Regions from separate parts of the Mus musculus genome. Here region 1 is linked to region 2. Evidence: chromatin contacts called from public Micro-C data. All regions are on one chromosome and are shown on one strand. The core of a region is the stretch at or near the end of the contact, and the rest is flanking DNA. Distances in the headings are between cores, read along the strand shown.

Region 1 (2,964 bases), core at 318-2,817, 130 kb after region 2:
GAAGACTGCACACAAGCTGAGAAAATTATATTGGCTCTGTAGCCTTGGAACAATATCTGCTCTGGAAAAAAAACCCAACAAAACAAAACAAAACAAAACAAAACAAAACAAAACAAAACAGCACTATGCAATATTAAGGTTAATCATAGGTGATTGGACATCTACAATTGTTGCATCAGTCATTGAAAACGGATACACTTACAAGAAATCAGGAGGCGTGTGTGGTCTGCTGCTCACAGAAAGTCTCTCTGCCGTGCAAGCATCCAATATGAAACTTCCCTGTGTTTCCCACCTCCCCACAGGATGCACACACAACTGCTGGAATCCAGTGAGACTGATTTGATGTTCCCTCACCTCAGAGTTAAGAAATATGTCCCTCTCTTATGTTGAGGTGAACAGATATATTGCCAAGACGCTCGCTACACAGGGAATATTACTTTTAAGCTTTGGGAGTGTGGAAGAATAAAGTGCCCCAATGCAAGGCAGGGCATGTCTCTAAGCCTGTAAAGGAGGCAGTTCTGCAAAGCATCTTGCCTTGTGATGAGATTTCAGCCATCTCCAACTTTCTGTCTTGTGTTGTGATTTTCCACTAGGTGTTTCAGAACCGAAACAAACACAGTCTCATGGCCGCACATCACCTTTGCCCAGTATAATTCCATACCCAGGAGAGAGGGACGGTGACATACCTTCTCAGACCAGTCTGCCAGGGAGAGTTAAGTCTGTAAGATTCCACATTCACTGGTCGTGTAGTTACAGCAAGTGCTTGACTTAATGAGCCCACTGGGGAAACATTTCAGGCTCTGATTGGAAAAAGGCCTTCAAAAATAACAGGGCAAATAGTTCCAGGTCTCTGTGACCTGAAATGTCTAATTAGGCTAAAGAATTACTAGTGCATCTCTGAGAGAACCGAGGCTGTGCAGCCTGATGAGTCAGTGGAGAGTCACTGCCATGTGATCAGGGAACGGTGTGGCGTAGCTGTGCCCCAGCTGTTGGTGGCATTCGACAAGGACACACTCTGCGCTTCCATACTTCTAACACAAGTTTATTTGTGATGTTTCCACCTTATAGGAAACTACATGATGAAGTCCAAACACCAATAAAAGGACAATGAAAAACACCATTGAGAGACAGATGGAGAGTTAGAGGCACAGCTGGGACATAAATGAAACAGTAGTGATTTCACACATGAACGCTCTTGGTACAGTCATCCACGGGTCATATATGTGAACGAGGATAGTTGCAGGAGAGAGATGGTGAGGATAGTTTCAGGAGAGAGATGGGGCTGGCAGAGGATGTGTGCGGTTTCTGAGCTGATCCCAAATTATCAAGCAGGCACACACTCCCCTCTGGTGGCCAAGTGTGAAACTGCATTTTTCCATATGAATGATTACTAGTCCTCAAAGATTAAAGTTGTGCAATCAGGTTCCTGATGTTATGAGAATAACTGACTTTAAGCATTTGATTGAATTTTCCAGTCATTAAAGTTGAAAGTCTCATCTTAGAGGAGCTCTAGTTTTATAAGCTTTTTCATCTTTGGCAGTGACTCCAAGGAAGACATGGATAATTCTATTAGGCTGAGACCCAAGCTGTCCTCTTGAGGGCTAGGACATCTTGTCAGCAGATGCCTATTTGATCCTCAGGAGAATAACACACATGGAATTTAGTGAGCAGCAAATAAGAGAATCAAGTAGAAAATCTGACTTAAAAAAAGATTTATTTATTTATTTATTTAAAAAAAGATTTATTTTATGCATGTGAGTCCACTGTCGCTATCTTCAGACACACCAGAAGAGGGCATCAGATCCCATTACAGACGGTTGTGAGCCCCCACGTGGTTGCTGCGAATTGAGCTTGTGACCTCTGGAAAAGCAGTCAGTGCTCTTAACCCCTGAGCCATTTATCGAGTCCTTGCCTTATTTATGTATATGAGCGTGTTTTTCCTGTATGTATGTCTGTACACCAGAAAAAGGCACCAAATCCCATGAGACTACAGTTATAGACCGTTGTTAGCATCTGTGTGTGTGCTGGGAGTTTAACTCAGGACCTTTGGAGGATCAGCCAGTGCTAAGCCATCAATTTAGCTCCCCAGTTGACTCCTTGTAGTTTACATGAGAGAACGATGCGCAGTCTGATAAGCATGAGAGGTTCTTTCTTTTTCCTCCCATCTTGTCTAATAGTTTTCAAGATAAAACACTTCCATGCCTGTGTTGGTGGCTTATTTCTTGTTTTTGTTATTCCATCATAGTTGGCAAGCATATTGCAATTTGTTTATCTTTCCCATTATTTATGGACATGAATGTATGTACCATTCTTAACAGTGCACGAATCGTTGTATGCTTTCTCTAGTCCAATCCCTCTTCTGTGCGAGTCGCAGGGTCCAACTCAGGCTGTCAGGTTTGGCAGCAAGCATCTAATTTACTCTCTTGAGTCAACTTGCTGGCCTACTATTGCTCTGTGATGACTAGAGAGGACTTAAAGATCTCCCATTAGAACAGCTTTCATACACTGTATCATCGTGTGTGAGTTAACAGATGCCAAGAAATTGTAAGCTCTTTTGACTTCATAATGACTTAATGACTATTTACATCAGTGAGGGGAAACTACAAGGTACATAGAAATTCTGTCTGGTAAAATCAGGATGCTCATGTACTTAGGGAGGGTTAAGAAGGGCTTGAAGACCGAAGCCTGTGGTGCTGGCGATAGGGGAGTTCCCTTATCTGTGATAGATACAGTGCTGATGAAAAGGCGGATTTCAAATGCATTCCTGAGTCTGCAGTATTTGAAAGCATGGCAGGCACGGTCTGGGTGGAACTCGAAGGTTGGAAGGAGCACAGAAACAGACTCAGGAAAACAAGCACCCATCTGGAAAAGGAGATCTTCCCAGTGTTCTGCCTTGTCCAAGGGTTCTTACAGAGAGCTGTAACTGCCCATGCGCTAGATTTAAATGAGATGTGCTGGAGATGT
Region 2 (3,289 bases), core at 328-2,827:
GGTCTTCTGAAAGAGCAATACTCATTCTTAATTTACACACCTCTACAGTCCCTATTTCTTCTTCCTTTTTCTTTTGCACTTATTTATTATTATATGTGCACACACACACACACACACACACACACACACACACACACACACACACACATACACACCATTCAGTATACACAGAAGTCAGAAGACAACCTTTGGGAGTCATCTCTCTCCTTCCGGGGGTTGTTCTCAGATCATCAGGTTTGGTGCCTGTGCTGGGTAGTTTTATTCTACTAAATCATACACACACACACACACACACACACACACACACACACACACACACACACACACATATTCTGTTACTCTAGAGAACCCTGACCTGTTGGGGTTCACGAATCACCTCACAAACCACAGGAATACTAATCTCAGTCAGACAGGGATACTTTATTGAGCATCCACCCTAGGACTGGTTGACCAGGGTCATGGTCTAGATTTGAGAACTGAACTGTGACCCCGAGTTAAGATCCTACAGGGCTTTTAAAGCCTGAGATCTACAAATATCTGTGCCGAGTTATTCTGCCAATCTGGGTTTATAGGTAGGGGGATTTCCTTAGGAACATGTCTGTTGTTGTACCCTTATCCTGTTCCCACTGTTGGGGTATTCAGCTGTGGCAGGGGACTTGCCATATCTAACATCCACGTCTTAACTTGCCAACCAGGATGTCAGTTACCCACGTACATGTCTCTTTCTGCCAAGTAGGATGTCAGTTCTTGGGGAGGTCTTGGGAACTTAAACTCTACTTGACCACTACACAAAATGGAAATAATTTCTTATATTGGTGAAGGTGTCTGTCTTATGTTTGGGTCCATCCCAAAGGAAGGCTATACCATAAAAGTTTATACATATATTCAGCAAGTGCTATTGGGTGGTTGGTTTGGGTGGATATATATATATATATATATATATATATATATATATATACAGTTTTATTGACTTCTATCATGATTGGTTTCTAAGGGCACAAAACATAAGAGAATATGTAATCAATTTATCATTAGAAAGTTTCCTAGCAACAGCAGAAATGTATGAGAAAGTTTCCTTATAATGGCAGGGTAGCAAGGTAACAGTTACCTAGGCCTTAACATTTTACCTAGGCCTTAACAGACTGATATGATTAATATACACTGAGCCATCATGGTTGCCCTAAGTTTGACACACTTTTCTCTGAGATGAGCATTGAGCTGACCCATGAGAGGGGAAAGCAGAAATACATATTTCCGTTCTGTGAAGCATGGCGGAGGACCCACAGCACGCATGCTCCCATTTACTTAGGGAGGTTTTTCTAGAATGTCTCCTAAGAGACACTCAGAAGTTTTACTTGCAAGTCTTCAGCTAAGGGATAAATACTTTCTCGAGGTGGGAATTGTCAGACTTAATATGTAATATGATGCTGTTACAGAAGTAAACAGGTACACAAGACTGAAGGTTGACAGTAAGCCCAGAGTTAAAGTTTTCCTTACAGCTTCTGCAGCTCATGGTACTTCCTGAAGCCGTTGGGAGGGAGTGTTCTTATGAAGTTCCTCTGCAGGGACCTGAAACACACACACAGTTCAGTCTTGCTGAGTGGCTCTTCACTTTCATATCTTACTTCTCATTATGACAGTGACGATCCTGGGCTGGATTCTGAACCGGATGCACTATAGCCTGGTTTAATGATGTGTTTTGAATGAATGACTCAGAAAGCCTGACTAGTCACACTTTCTCCAAGTCAGTCTGGGAGTCTGAGCCACCACTAAACCATCTCTCTTCTTACTCCTAGCTTACTGAGACTTCCTACCAGCGTTCTGACTTAGCTTCCGAACCAAAGGCAGCCTTAGAGACTTTCTGTGTTTATATTGTGGAAAGAGAAATTGTTAACTATTTGAATTTGGTTTAATGACCCAGGTGAAAGTTTGGTGTGCTCTTAAAAGAGTGTTTATTTATCCACCCTTCTGTTCCTTCCTTCCTTCATTTATCCATTCTCTCAATAAACGCCTGTTAAACTCCCACCATGTTCTTTTGTAAAGAGCATCTCTGCCCTCTCTGTGGATGACTGATATCTAATTTATCTATAAATTAGAGGATTCTCTCAGAGAATCTTATCCCTATTCCCTAGGGCTAAGGAGGCAATTTGTTGTCTATTGCGTTTGTTCGTTTACATGTTTGTTTCAAAGTGATTATTTCAGTGTGTTGGGAATTTTGGGGGGTATCTAGGAGAGTATGGAGCTGATACATTTTCCCCTTTTCATGCGAGATTAGGACTTCAAAGACTGTGAGGAAGCGCACTTAATATCCCTAAAAAGGGGTACAAGTGAGATTCTATGAGAACCCCCAAGCACTCTTGAGTGGAATGGTTTGAATGCAGGAAGGGAGGTTCATTTAGGAACTTTCGAGAAACCTCTCTTGTAAAGCTGGATCCTTATTAGCACATGCCTAGGGATTCTAAACAAATTCTTTCTAAATGATACAAGCGAAGAGGGATGGATATTACTTTCATTGACCAGGAAAACCCCGCATACTTTCATCATGTCAAATATCTTTATATCTTGAATTTAGACGCCCTGTTTGGTTCTTCACCAAGCATTGTATACAGTGTGCGCATGTTGTACGGAGGAAGCACAAGCCAGGGCTCTCCTTTTTACTGGCTATGTTCAGGGATCTAAAAGTCAACTCTCAAACAAAGTTAACATTTATTGAGCTGGGACAAGGTTTAAATATTTATAGCTATCTGTGTTTGCTCACCTCACTCTTTAGAATTTATGTGAAACATTTTCAAAAAGCCTTGACTTCAATAAACACTCATTGGGTGATTAGCTTCTTTGATATTTTACTTACATGTGACTTAGGCCATTTCTGACATTTCCCTAGAAGAGTTGCAGCTTCAAATCTGGAAGAACGAACTTACTAGGGAAACGTGTGATATTTAGTCTTGTAATGCATTTACACTAAAGCCTAGAGCTTTTCACCCCCTCTGGGACAGAACAAACAGACTGGAACAAGGTGTGAAGTAGAGCCAGGGATCTGCAAGAAGAGTCTATATGGACAGCTGGAATCAAGTGGTTTAGTCAAAAGTAAAAGACAATGCTGTATAACTGTATTTATCGCTATGTATAGAGTCAGACTTGCAGTGTACGTGTGTGTGTGTGTGTGTGTGTGTGTGTGTGTGTGTGTGTGTACAGTCCTGATATGAATCCAAGGCCCTGTGTATATTAAGCAAGTACAATATTACTGAGTCAATACTTCAAGTCTGATAGTACTGTTTTCTTTTCTCTT

What was found. Hi-C and Micro-C count contacts between places; a contact is called where the count stands out from the background.
Region 1: a contact with region 2 is called in a Micro-C map of the HL-1 cell line, with 11 times the contacts expected there. The contact joins two enhancer-like sites. A contact is called at or near these places in 4 of 39 promoter capture datasets (embryonic stem cells, hippocampal neurons and liver), 12 of 15 datasets of contacts at CTCF or cohesin (CD8 T cells, the NIH/3T3 cell line, embryonic stem cells and 5 more), 338 of 484 Hi-C or Micro-C datasets (2-cell-like embryonic stem cells, 3T3-L1-derived adipocytes, the 4T1 cell line and 164 more), 49 of 115 datasets of contacts at active chromatin or transcription factors (the NIH/3T3 cell line, PVALB interneurons, Th17 cells and 32 more) and 6 of 9 other capture datasets (adipose tissue, embryonic stem cells, embryonic tail and 3 more).

Annotation. Positions count from the first base shown.
Region 1 is chr3:79,808,029-79,810,992 of GRCm38.p6, forward strand. No RefSeq gene overlaps it. Among named protein-coding and RNA genes, the nearest start is that of Gm26420, 25 kb to the right of the region's middle. Within about 2 kb of position 1,568, at least 50 of the 459 cell types and tissues checked have an H3K27ac peak or open chromatin away from gene starts, as enhancers often do. A contact at or near this core is called in the BV-2 cell line, the HL-1 cell line and Th17 cells, where this site is marked.
Region 2 is chr3:79,677,179-79,680,467 of GRCm38.p6, forward strand. It overlaps Rxfp1 (relaxin/insulin-like family peptide receptor 1), which reads right to left. Exons shown (of 18, transcript NM_212452.2): 5 at 1,498-1,569. Among named protein-coding and RNA genes, the nearest start is that of 4930579G24Rik, 50 kb to the left of the region's middle. Within about 2 kb of position 1,578, at least 9 of the 459 cell types and tissues checked have an H3K27ac peak or open chromatin away from gene starts, as enhancers often do. A contact at or near this core is called in the BV-2 cell line, the HL-1 cell line and Th17 cells, where this site is marked.